Regions from separate parts of the Zea mays genome. Here regions 1 and 3 are each linked to region 2. The links are chromatin contacts, called in public Hi-C maps. All regions are on one chromosome and are shown on one strand. The core of a region is the stretch at or near the end of the contact, and the rest is flanking DNA. Distances in the headings are between cores, read along the strand shown. Region 1 holds the start of LOC103635354 (ethylene-responsive transcription factor ERF061). Region 2 holds the start of LOC100381666. Region 3 holds the start of LOC103637015 (probable protein phosphatase 2C 12).

Region 1 (4,100 bases), core at 229-2,728, 200 kb before region 2:
ACAGTGTTTAGTAGGATGAACAGTGACACACTATATCTGGAGGAGAAAGAAGGGGACCGGCGCGTAGGAGGCGCTATAGGGATACCGCTGCGGTTGTAGAGTGCCCTCTACAGCCGGCATGCAAGGGGAGAGGGTTGTCAAGGGGGCACCGTTGCAGTTAGCCTCAGAGTCATGCTGGACCGGAGCATGTGCACTGTGCAGGGCAGACTACACACACGCTTCTGGAATCTGAGCCTTGGGACATTGCCTGCACCTCTCGCGCAATCATCCTAGGGAGTACATATACTGCAGTAGCATACAAACGGAAGAGAAATACTAGCAAGAAACAGAGGAGCTAACTCATAGCAGTCGAGGACGCAGGAATGCTTAAGCAGAGACGGGGAATTAGCGATCAGTCTTTACAGAGCTCCTCCATCAATGCGGAAACACACGACGATTCGACTAATCATGGCTAGCAAGCAAGCCCTGTTTTCTTGGGCGTTTTATTACGTTACGAGCAGAGACAAGAGACTCATAATTTGAAACAGAAGAAGGACCTTGACGTTGTGTTGGTCTTGGTTGCTGTCCATGGCGGCGTCCCGCTGATCGGTTCGTTCCATGCGGTTTAGCCGGCTACAAGCTAAGCATCTCCCAGATGAGCTCCGAGTCGAACGACGGCATCCGATCCAGCGGGCAGCCGCCGTCGGCCGAGGCGGGGCTAACGGACAGCACCCCGTCCGGCGTCGTCGACGTCTCCGAGGCGATTGGGCGCGCGGTGGGTAGCTTGGCGTTGGCGCCGGAGCGGGCGCTCTCCCTCTTGTTGCGCTGCTGCCTGCGCGCGCGGATGGCCTGGATCTTGGCGTCGACGGCGGCGCGGAGCCGGCGCAGGTGGTCGGGGCAATCCGCGCCCGGAGGCCCGTCCATGACGCCGGGGAAGTTGAGGCGCGCGTACTCGCCGCGGAGCCTGTGGGCGGCACGGTCGTAGGCGTGCGCGGCCGTCTCGGGGGAGTCGTAGGTGCCGAGCCACACGCGCACCCGGTTCTGCGGCAGCCGGATCTCGGCCACCCACTTGCCCCACTGCCGCTGCCGCACGCCGCGGTACAGCTTCTGCCGCAGCAGCGTAGCCGCCGCCGCCGCCGTGGCGTCGTCGTGCGGCACGGGTGTCTGGAGCTGGAGGCCGGAGGACGAGGAGGAAGGCGAGCATGCGGCGGCGGCGGACTGCTGCGTCTGCGAGGCGGCGAAGTTGCGGAGGAGCTCGCACTGGCGGTAGTAGACGCTGGAGCCGAGCGGCGGGAGGTGCGAGAAGAAGCTGGAGTCTAGGGCGCTGGTGCCCCGGGAGGAGAGCAGCAGCGAGGACACGGCGGAGCGGACCTCGCCACGGAAGCTGCTGCCGGCCGGGGGCAGCGTGCGGAGGCTCGCGTCCATGGGATGGGCTGGCCTCCGGCGTGTGGGCTTGGGCGCAAGTTGGGATGAGACGAGTAACTGCGGGATGATCGGCGTTCGTGTTGCACGGCCTGCTGGGCGACCGGGCGCACGCCAGGTGGCGTTATATAAGCGAGGCGTCCCACCACGGTTTTACCATCATACCCCTGGTTTATGTGGGAAGAAAATTATGGATGGTACGCCCGCAGGTTCTCAGACGAGTCGACCGACTCCTAAAAATCCGAATCACGTTCATTATAAAATCTCCTTTTGAAAATAAGTTTCCGCAGCTCTGTTTCATTCGCACATCCAAACTTACCATCTCCACTAGGATCCGGATATGTCTTATTGACCGGTGGAGCAACCGTTATATTTCTGAAACGACAACTGCCTACATAACTACTCTTCCACTTTTCAAGAAAGTTAGTAGTATCAGACCATATGTAGTTCTATGATTGGCTTCTCGTTTTTATGCAATTATGAAATGACTCATTTTGATGGAGATTTGTAGCATCATTCAAGTAAATATAAATTGAGATCGTAGAAACATGAGCTTGTGATATAGCTACACCTAATTCCAGAACGGTTAATGCTAGAACTATAAATAAGGGACCAAGATCTCCTAAGCCTCCGAAGGCCCGCCCGAGTCAAGGAAGCGCAAAAGTTATTCTGATTCTGATTTCGGGGGGATGATGGGAGTGACCCTGCTCCGGATCCTTCTCCTTTTGATTTTGACTAAAATGAGAGGAAGCTTTGGTGGAGAAATTGAGTTCTTTTGAGCAGCGTTGTCTGTAGTAGCAACAACTTTTTTCTTTTCTTTAACAGAAAGAAGGCGAGGCCCACCTGCCTTCTCTAGGTACTTTACCTTGCTTCAGATGCATACACGTGGCCATTTTTTTATCGTATGGACTACATCGCTTAGCTCCATCACTAGCTCAACTTCGGCTCTCGTACACGAACACTGGTTCCGCTGCTTCTCGGCTCACCTCATCTCCATCTGCCACTTTCATCGTCACCAGACTATTCGCCGCCGCCAAGAGGTTGTTCGCCGCCGTCCCACCTTGCCTCCTCATCCAATGACGACGTGCCGCCGAGCTCCCTCCTAAACTGGTCCTCTGCTGATCCTCTTTGTTTCCACCACCATCAGACTGCTCGCGGACTCCCTCCTCTGTCACCCTCACTAATGCAAATCTGAAGCTTCTTGGAAAATATGTGAACTCCCAGATCTTGTTCTTTAGCTCTTAACTTGCATCTTCAGGTACATAAATTTGTTTCCCTTAAGAGTTCTAATTATACTATTTGTATACCAACATTAATTAGATTGATGCTGATTGTTGAGCAATATTTCTCTCTCCCATCTAATATGCAGAGAAATATTGCTAATGAGCATGATAGAACCTATAAGACATCACAAACAAGATCCGCAAGCATAGAATAGGCTTTAGCATTGCAACCACACTTTGATGTCTTGTTGTAAATGTAAACATCTATGTATTGTACAAATATCAACATGAAAAAATAGATGTACAATGTATGAATATTTATATGAAATATATATGATTTTGTCTAAAATCTGATATATATTGAATTGTATTCTCCAAAATAAAAAGTGACAGCTTTGATGCTATTCATCGAAGTGTAATCGAAGTGTAAATAGCTTTGATGCTATTCAACACGAGCTTCGCAGCCAGTCCTTGTACTGTTTTGTGCTAACTTATTTTTTCCAAATCCTTCACTACTACAATTAAAATATTTTTGAGCTAAAGTATGATCTTGTCGATGCTTTGAGTGACCTCTCTTAATACTGAAGCCCTTCTTTCCAACATAGGTATTGTACATCTCATAAGCTTTCTCCTCTGATTCAAATACCATTCCGACTTCAGGAATTATCAAAGGTCGTTGCCCAATTTTATTAGTCACCTATTATTTAATGAGATGGCAATAAAATATAATGCAATAAATAAAAGAACACAAGAGAAATATAATATATTAAAAAAATATTGTAGTCTTGGTTACCTTAACCGATGATTCTGTAGGATTACGGGGAGGCTACGCTAGCGCAAAACAAAAATTTTCATCCCCATAATACCAAGAACTACTGCGGTTATAGGTCATGGAATTACCACTAGACGCGCAGAGCAGCGGAAGACGTCTCGATGTAGACGAACGCGTCGAACAGTGCCGTGCAGTCGCCGGCGTCCTTCACGTCCTCGCACGGTTCGTCCAAGTGCTCCAGATGTAGCACCTCCGAGGTATCCACACGTACAGGGAGGAAGCGCCGCGTACCGAACTGCTAGGTTCGCGACGGCGGCTTGGCGAGGGCGAGAGGTGGGCGACGGCTGTTAGTTCGCTGGTGGCGAATTAGGTTATCCTTAACCGCGCCCCCGCCCCTCATTATATAGGCGTTATGGTGGGCTTCTGACGCCGAGGCCCATCATTAACCCTAAAGCCCAGTCTAATTTCGGATCTAATCCGAATTAGGCTTCCTTCCCCTTAAGTGTGTGACCCTATAGGTTCACGTACAAATAGACATAGGCCGAGTACTCTTACTTGGCCCAATAATTGACAGCGGCCTCTAGCAAGACATGTCAACTCCTATGTGTACGTAAAGATCATATCAGACGAACCATTGCGACATTACGTACATGCTGTTCCCTTTGTCTCACGATATTTGGTCTGGCTCTAAGCTGACCTCTCTT
Region 2 (4,603 bases), core at 467-2,966:
CGGGATGGATCATGGAAGGAGATGATGGGTCTTCTCTTCTTCTTACCGATGGACCTGGAGGTTGCCAGGACTCCCAGCACGCGGTAGCCGTTCCAGTTGACGACTCTGCCGCCGGCTGCTTCCACCCTCTGCATCTCGTCCGGACGGTCCGGCTGCACAATCAGAACGACCATTAGTTAGGCCAGCTTTGTAGAGTGAGGTTTTGAAATATAGAGTGAGGTAGGAATGCTGGCGCTCAGCAGAGCCAGAGCTTGCGTACTAGAGTGTTCTTGCGCTAATTAAACAGAACATCTCCTTCGGAACAGCCTAAACCAGCAGGTATGTAGGTCGCAACTAAAAAGAAGGGAACATATACCTGGCCTAATCGGTCACAGCTAGAAAGGTAGCATTCGTAGCAGTAATCCCATCGCCTACAATTTATAGCTGCCGGAATAGTTGGCGCACGCTGCTCCTCAAACCGAGCACACTATGCCAGAAACAACACCGACCAGTCCACTGGGATGGAGAGGAGAGACCCGACCCATGGGGCAAGGCGACGGAACCTACTACTAGCGTCGAGGACCAGCAGTGCTGCGGCACCACACTACTCACCAGCCAGCTTCAGCTTTTCTTCCCCCAGGGCCAGGGAGATCACCTACGTGTCGTCCCATCTCATGAGCATGGAACGGTACCACCCAACAACTGCGACCAACTCGGGCCGGGCCGGGCCGGCAGCGAAATTCGCCAACGGGCACTGAAACAGTGTGACACTGACCGATACGCGACGATGGAAGTCGTCGTGGTGGTTGAGCCTTGACGGAACATTCGGGAGACTGCTAAAATCCTGTACTGTGTCGTGCGGGGTTAGAAAATTAGATCTGATGGGTGAATGACGCTTCTTGCTCGGGCGCAGATCACTCTTGCAGATTAAACAATAACCCAGACGACAGCAGCCGTGTTTTAATTTATTATTATGCATTCGTAGTCGCCTCCCGTGCGACGTACGTACCTTGTGATCGCTGGAGAGAGGCACCGCGACGCCGCCGCGTGAGAGCACGGCGCGGGAGTCGCCACAGTTGCCGACGACGATGCGGCGCCGGCCCACGACGGCGACGACGGCGGTGGACCCGACGGTGCGGTAGGGCAAGCTGCTGCCGGCGTCGTCATGGTGCGGGGACGACAAGCCGCCGGTCACCTCGCCGTCCACTCGGGCGAAGCTGGCCGCCATGGCCTCCTCCCAGCGCAGGTCGTCGCTGCCGCTGCGGCGGCGGCGCAGGCCGACCTCCTCGGCCAGCACCACGTGCATCCGCTCCCGGCACGCCTCCGCCACCCTTGCACCGCCGTGGCCATCGTACACGGCGAAGAAGTCCAGCTCCTGCTCCTGCTCGCCGCCCACCGCCTCCGAGGCCAGGAACGAGAGCGCGACGGCGAACGCGTCCTCCATCTCCCTCCGCCGCCCGATCACCGACACGGCGCCATGCGATAGGCGCGCCGGCCAGCAGCAGCCGTCCGTCGCCGTCTCCAGAGACGAGTCGTACGGCGACCTCTGCGACCCCGACCGGATTCTCTTCGTCGGAGCAGGCCCCTCCGTGGCACGCCCGAGCCGGCGGCGGCGGCGGGCGGAGGCGGCGCCCACATCCCCGCCCCCGTCCGCCGCAGCGGCCTTGCACAAGGCGGGGCCCTCGTCCCTGGCGGCGCCGTTCTCCCTCATGTATCCGTCCCGTCCACACTCGCAAAGCGACGGCGAAGAAACGAGGCCGGCGACGCGTGGGGTCGAGCCGGGGTTTAAAAACGACCGCAGGCCGAGGAGGACGGGGAGACGCGGCGGAGGCCGTCGGATCCCGCGCGAGCGGCTGGGCGCGCGCCAGCGCCGCGGGGACGTGGACGGGCGAGATCGCCGGGGGCGCGTGGCGTGGGCGCGCCCGATGCGCCCGCCTGGGCTCCCGCGGCGAAAATATCCTGTGCGCCCGGCGCATGGACCGCGGCGCGCCGCGCGCGTGGCTCGCGCGAGCGGGCCCCTGCGCGCAGTGACTCTGGCGTTGGGTGGGGCGCGTGCACGGGGAGGATCGGAGCGGCTGGACCACCGGGTCGCGCGTTGGGCCCCGCCCGGGGGGCTACGTGGAGGAGGGCCGAGGAAAGGAGGACGTGGGGCACGCCGCGCGATGCGACTGTGTCCCAGGGACAAATGTTAGGACGCGAGGGCCACTGCCTTTTTTTTTCCGTGCAAGAAAGCGGATTCTTCTACTGCTAGTTACGTCCTTGTTGACCCACGGAACAGAACCAACGAAGAACAGCACGTAACGTTTTGGTTCCGGTTTTTTTTTCCCACCAGTTCAATCAAAAGCTCTATCAAAACTAAAAATCAAGACAGAGATAGTGACGCCGAAGCCGTTTTCTGTGGATAAATAAAAGCTCTGGATTTATCATTATTTTTAAGAAGCCGAAGCCAAAGCCAAACCTGTAGCGTTTTCCGGCGTTTCGTCGACCGAATCACCGAATGCAGTAGTAGGACAGCAGCAGACAGACAGCAGTGACATACTGACACATTGTGAAGTTTAAACAAAGGCTTGCGTTGCAAGGTGGGCCGGGGAGGGACGCGTGGCGCAGTCCCGTCGCCAGCGCGCCACGCTCCACGCGTGACTGACACTGACCCCGCCGCGTCCGACGACTCCTGTAGTCATGTACTACTTACGCCGTTTGAGTGGCAGAGGCGGACGAGGACGCGGACGCGGGCCCCGGCGGCGGCGCCGCTCCCGGACGGACACGGCACGCACTGCACGCGCGACCTACGCTATGAGCGCGCCGCGACGTGGAGGGCCTACGCCGCCGCGCGGCAGCGGCACCACCGGTTGCGGAGCGCCGTAGGGGTGGGCGGGTGGCGCAGGCGGACGGCCCGTCCACGCTCTCGCGTCCTGTCCTCGGTCGCCATGCCTGCTGCATGTCTTCCCAAGCGCTCCCTGCTCACCCGTCACCACGCGTCCGGTCCAGCGCAGGCGGCAGGCGCTCGGTCGCTCGCGCGGGCATCGAGGCGCCCGGACGCTGCCACGGCGCGGCTGCTGGTACCATGACCATGTACTGTACTTTCAGCGAGCTCGCTGTGCAGGTGCAGGCAGGCTGTAGCGGACGACCCGCGAGGCAGGAGGGAGGGCGAGGGCGGGCGCCGCATGCGCATGGTCGCTGCCGCCGTTTCGGGGTGTTTGAAAATCCTTGTGCCGCCGCGCGCGCCATCATGTTCTGTTGCGTGCGTGCGCCGGCATGGGGGGCCACATGCGGGGGTGGGAGCATTCCTTTCATCCTGTCGCTGGATGCATGCATATGTTATACTCCGTCCGTCGCTATGAGTATACTAGTGTTTGTCCCGTGTCACCCAGTCGGCACGGCCATCGCTGCCTGGCTCCGGTCGCTTTCAGCCTTGTAGGTCAGCTGGTGACACGGACACGGGTGGGGGCGTCGATGGGATAGGAGAGTACTCCAGACGTGAGCGGGCCAGGTTCCAGCGTCCGTCGTCGTCTGTCACTCGTCAGCTTGTCACGCTTGCACACGAAAAAACCGCAAATGCACCCTGCCTCGCACGACATGCACGCACGCAGTGGCAGGGGAGGCCTCGTTTCGCTCGGCGTCCGTCGGCACGTCATGGGACGGACGTGTCACGCAGCAGCAGTGTACCTCCGGCTTTGCCTGGCCAGCGGTTCTTCCGGCGGCGCCCAGGGCCGGCCCGTACGTGATGAACTTGTTGCAACTTGCAACGTTGGCTGTTTGCACCGCTACCGTCCAGTGACCCAAAACGACACGACGCTTCCGTTTCCAAATTGTACAGAAATTGCAGCTGTGAGATACAATAAGTATATATTATGACGTCGAGATGACGGGCTAGGGCCCATGTAAGGGTGGAGGTTCAGCCCATATGTGTATTTCATTTTCGCGTTTATGGGTTAAAGCATAGACGGGTCGGAAGTCCAATAACTATATTCAATAGCTGCCAGTTACTCAGTTTGGCAGAGGAAGATCACAAAATTTTCTGCTTGGTATCAATGTATTGCACTCTCTGACATTAGCATCCTCCAGAAATATTTAACAACAAAGATGAAGGTAAAAATATACTGCATGCACTGGAACTATTTCCGCAATGCTCCTTTTAAGTGGCGTCATGTGGCTAACTAATCTTTCCAACCATCTTTCGCCGATCGCCTCGGGGCGAGACCTTTGGACGAAGGGTTGGGCAGAGGCTTGGATGGCGTCACCGGAGCTTCCTCGTCGTCCCAGTCATCTCCCCAGTTGTCGTCCCACTTGTCAGACCGATCGTCATGTTCTTTCTTGCCTCCAACCGAAACCGGCAAGTCTGACATGTCTAGCTTCTGATACGCAGGGTCGCCGTCCTGGTTGCGCCACCTCCGGACCACGATGCACACTGCCACCGCAACGAGGAGAAGGAAGACTGGCAGTAGCGTGTATGTTGGCGTAAGTGGCATCCTTATGACTCTGCCACTGCCAGCCGTCTCCCTTGTGATTGCACTGTGAATGCTGATGTTGCAGGATTTTTCTGCAACTTTGATGACTATTGTCGTGCTATTTGCATCATCATTGACAGAAACTCTCACTTGTGTCTGAGGCAGAAACAACCACA
Region 3 (4,594 bases), core at 784-3,283, 240 kb before region 2:
AAGGACCAGGGAGCCTGCTCCCCGCTCGCGCTGGCCACCGGGCTGCTAGAGCCCATGACGCCCTACTCGTTCGCCTCAGGCGCCGACTTCCCGCTCTTCTCGCCGACGGGCTTGGACGGGCAGCTGAGAAGCAGCCACGGGGCCGGCATCGGCGTGGAGTTCGAGACCCTGTTCGAGGAGCTGTTCACCAATGCTACGGAGCCCTTCCAATGGGACCTCTATGCCGCCAATTAGATAGATGGAATGGGCTATGTATGCTATCTATGCAACCATACATGTATGTACACGTGTCCGGCAACAGAATTAGCTTCGGACTAGACTAGAGTATAGTCTTCAACTACTATCAACAGCTCGGTGTACTGTTCCGCCCTGTCCATGCAGAGTTGCAAACCATGGAATCCCAGTGGAAAAAAAACGTTGTGCCCAGGCTATCTGAATGAATCTAATGATAGGAGCCAAGATTCAGACCAAGCAATCACGTTGAAGCACTCAGAATCCCAGTGAACCCAAGTCGTAGTACCATACTACCATTGCCTGTTGCAAGCTGCACACTGCAACTACACAGAACTGCAGTAGATACATCATCCTCTTTTATATATCAGCATTAATATATGCACACAGTACATTTCCCCAGATTTCTTTATACCCAAAAACATCATTACTAGCTAGTTGAGCAGAAGAAGAAACACATGCTCACCCCTAATTACCGAATGCGCCGTCAGGGTTCAGAGGGGTAGGTACTGACAGACCTTTTATCTTTTACGTCTTGAGAAGCTTCAGAGACTGCTGAGTTTATGATCCAAATCTCTACTAATCCTTAAGACGATACTGTAGACTAGGCACAACCATGCCCCCGTCTCCATCCCCACCGTCCGATTGCGATGCCATCCTCGCTCGCGCCTAGCGCCGGATCCGCCCCCGCATGCCTCATCTGCCATCCATCCTCGCACCCCCGCAAGCCTCGCTCCCGCTCCCGCCCCAGCATGCCTCGCTCCCGCCCCCGCCTCCATCCCTGCCATGCGCGCAGCCGCCTCCGTCCAACAACCATGCGGGATCCTCGCTCGCGCCTAGCGCCCGTCGTCCAACAGGGATCCGATCCCGCATGTTCAATCCAGTGATGGATCAGGAGGACTCACGAGGCACGTTGGGCTTCTGGTCGATGGTGAGCTGCACGGCCTTCAGGTAGCACGTCTCCGACACGGTCGCCAGCACGGCCCTGGAGTCACCGAGGTTGGCGACGATGAGGTCCTCCCCCTGCTTGGTGGCGCACACGGACATGGTGCCGCTGAAGTCACAGTCCACCCTGGCTTGGACCCCGAGCTCCCTGTCCATGGTCTCGAACGCGTTGGCGCAGGCCTCCCGCCACACCTCCAGCATCTGCGCCGGCGCCAGCGACGACCGCCCGCTGCGGCTGCCGTCCGTGGACGACAACGCCGTGGGCGACGCGTCGCTGAAGGCCGGGCCGTCCCTGTCGCCGTCGCCGTCGGAGCCTAGGAGCAGCGCGTTCCGCTGGCTCAGGATCATGAAGGGGAGGTGGTCCCTCGCCAGCTTGCTGACCAGCTGCCCGCAGCGGCCGTGCCCGTCGAACACGCCGTCCTCCATGCCGAATCCCTGGAGACGACAGATGAATCAGGATCCAGGATGCTAGCCACCGACGGTCCGTACGACGTCGACAAATTAAAACTCTTGGGTTGTTTCGCCGTCGTAGCAAACCCCAACAAAAAAACGGCGAGGAAATCCGAAACAGGAATCATCGCGATCTTTCCACCCCAACTGTACGGTGAATTGGTTGTGGCTGCTGTCTATTTACTCCCACTGTAGTACGGTGAATTGGTTGTGGTTGATGTGTATTTATCCAACCGTACGGTGAATTGGTGGTGGGTGGCTGCTGTGATTTTTTTCGTACTGGTAATTGGTAGGACAGTTCCTAGAATTTCTTGACCTCCCAGTTCAGCCCCAGGTCAAGCGCCTGGGCAAGGACCGCGGCGTTACCCCCGCGAGGAAGAAAGACCAGCAGAGAAATCTCTGTACCATCGATGCAAGGAAAAATGAAGTACAGTTGGTGGAGTAAATTTTTTTGAAGGGATTAAATATTTTTTTAACCCGAACAAACAAATCTCTGTACCGTGGAGGGTCGCAATTTGTGTTCCGTGGCATCACACGGGCATGTTCCTATCTTGAAGAAGACGGCTAAATTGGCGAGCCAAGCTAAGTAGTCAGAAACGGAACATTAATGGCACTGTCTTTTAATGGCACTGGCATAATGCTCCGCTAGACAGCTAAGTAGTCAGAAACGGAACATCACTAAACTCAAGAGGGCTGTGCACAGGAACTACAGTTACAGCATCTAAAAAATTCAAAATGTCAGACGACTTGCGAGGGAGGGTCACTGTGACCTTGGAACGAAATGTCCGTAAACTCTAATCATCATTCAACTAATTCAGTTTCAGATTGCTTCCTTCTGTAGAACTTCAGAGCTAGCTATGCGTCTCTCTGTTGTTAAAGCTGCATAGAAAATCTCTTATGCGCGACTTCTCCCAGCCTCGCCATCTAATTGGCCACAAAGCAAACACTGTTCCCAATAATGAAAAGGTCGATAACATTGGTTTCCATTAGTACGTTTTCAGACTACTGGCATTTTTTATCTGTAACCTCAGGAATAAGAAAGTTAAAGGTTAGTCTGCTGATTGCCCCAATACTCACTGTTTATTCGCTTGAATTGGTGCAGGCTGCTGGTATTTTTATCATGTTGTAACCTCAAGAACAAGAAAAAAGGTTCCAGATTGGTCCTCTGCAGAATCCTAATACTCACTGTTTATTGCTTTCAATTGGTCCATATGTAACACTACTGGTATCTTTATTTTGTTACTGAGGTTTGTATGAATGCATGTCTTTCACTAAAAAAGTTGAAGCTAAGCAACAATAGCAGCACCTGATCTTAAATATTTTGCTTTGGGGTCTGCAAACCTTTCTAAAAGAGGTATACTGGAGCAAAAGCCCATGTGATCATATATGAGCAAGCCACTGAGATGTTCAGTTGCTTTTAAATTATCTATTCCACCTAGTATTCAACCACTAATCTGAAAGGCCCTGTTTGTTTCCTTACTAGATCATATAAGTTCGATTATGGGAAAGTAAAATATTATTTTTTGGATCACAGATAAGCTGAAATAAGCTACCAAACGCTAGCTTATTTCAACTTATGGTTCCAAAGTAATATTGTACCTTCTTTACCCTTTCACCATAATTCAACTTATATAATTTAGTAGTGAAACATATACACACTAACATCTTCACAATGATCTAACCGTCGAACGGTAGAAGTGGAGCTTAGCAAATGTACCTGATAGACACATAATTGCCCTCACAGTCACAGTTTCATATAACTTCTCTGAATCGTGCACACAAAAGGCCTGTGCATTAGACTTTAATGTACGTTTATGTAGACAAGCTAAGTACTGATATACTAAAATCGCAACCTTGTATGTTGGAGTGCACTTGTCAGAATAATAGATCCAAGTTATAAGCACATTACTACTACAATACTACACAGTAGTTACTAGTGATCTACCGATGGCAATCGGCAAAAGCACAACTTGTGCATTACCATCTCATTTGCATGGCAGGTGCAGCCAAGGTATGAGGAATTACTACACAACACTACATTGATTTGGCCAAACGCTGGCATGCGAAACTAGAGTAGGGACGGGGGGATCGGAGAAGTAACGCGTACTGGTGGCGCCGACGAAGGCTAGGAGGAAGAATGAAACCGAAAGAGCGTGAGCCCGGGCGCGGTCTTGGACCTGGTCATGAAGTAGAGGAAGCCGAGGTAGGGGAAGAGCGAAACGGCGAAGAACTGAGAGGCCACGCTCTGGGAGTCCATTGTCGGCGCCCACGGCTCCACGTGCAACAGCCCGCACCGCACCACCGCCGCGCTCCTTGGCGCCCATCGCCTCGTGCTGCGGCGGGTGCGCCCTATGCCATAGCCTTTGCTAACGGTCGCTGCGGGTAACCGCCGTGCGCAAGGGCACGGCACGGCTGGGCGGCGCGGCGCAGGTGGTCTGCCGGGTTTAGGTGGCTCCCATTGCTCTCGACATAATTGCATATTTGGACTCTAAATATTGCGCTTCTCACAAATGTCATTCGAAAGATTTTCTTCGTAAAAAGGACTATAAATATATTCTAATTAATTATACTACCATTTAACGTGTATTGTTCCTTTTTATAATTTGTTTTCATGTATTTAACATCTAAAAGTCAAAATTGCCCCTACCTGTCCCTAGGTTCCTACTTTCCCTCGTTCAGCTTAGCGCTCCCTTGTTTAGTTTGACCTCTGCAACACCGTGCAAGAGAGCGATGTTAAGTTCTAGTAATTCGTTTGGTATTTTCTTTATTGAGCATGTGTTGGTCATTGGATTCGAACAGCTCGACAGCGAACAACTCACCTGTACGCGAATAGCTCGACACTTACAGTAGCATGAACATCATAGAGGACAACAACAATATCAAAATAAATGGATTCATCTCATAAATATTAAATAGCCACAAATAATAAATAATCATAACAATATCATGATTCACATCTCAGCACAAA

The links. Hi-C and Micro-C count contacts between places; a contact is called where the count stands out from the background.
Region 1: a contact with region 2 is called in a Hi-C map of bundle sheath, with 3 times the contacts expected there. The contact joins the promoter of LOC103635354 here to the promoter of LOC100381666 in region 2. A contact is called at or near these places in 4 of 25 Hi-C or Micro-C datasets (bundle sheath, ear, root tip and 1 more) and 1 of 3 datasets of contacts at active chromatin or transcription factors (leaf).
Region 3: a Hi-C map of tassel shows a contact between it and region 2, with 3 times the contacts expected there. The contact joins the promoter of LOC103637015 here to the promoter of LOC100381666 in region 2. A contact is called at or near these places in 6 of 25 Hi-C or Micro-C datasets (bundle sheath, ear, endosperm and 2 more).

Annotation. Positions count from the first base shown.
Region 1 is chr8:73,762,672-73,766,771 of Zm-B73-REFERENCE-NAM-5.0, forward strand. LOC103635354 (ethylene-responsive transcription factor ERF061) reads right to left here and starts at 1,479. Exons shown (of 1, transcript XM_008657830.3): 1 at 294-1,479. The coding sequence starts at 1,404. The coding sequence ends at 613.
Region 2 is chr8:73,967,115-73,971,717 of Zm-B73-REFERENCE-NAM-5.0, forward strand. It overlaps LOC100381666, which reads right to left and starts at 1,717. Exons shown (of 3, transcript NM_001174481.1): 1 at 989-1,717; 2 at 47-152. The coding sequence starts at 1,690. It overlaps LOC100276053, which reads right to left. Exons shown (of 4, transcript NM_001149937.2): 4 at 3,931-4,583. The coding sequence ends at 4,137.
Region 3 is chr8:73,726,309-73,730,902 of Zm-B73-REFERENCE-NAM-5.0, forward strand. LOC103637015 (probable protein phosphatase 2C 12) reads right to left here and starts at 2,034. Exons shown (of 4, transcript XM_008659294.2): 1 at 1,998-2,034; 2 at 1,954-1,995; 3 at 1,814-1,951; 4 at 1,123-1,613. The coding sequence starts at 2,034. The coding sequence ends at 1,123. It overlaps LOC103635353 (probable WRKY transcription factor 41), which reads left to right. Exons shown (of 3, transcript XM_008657829.3): 3 at 1-475. The coding sequence ends at 234.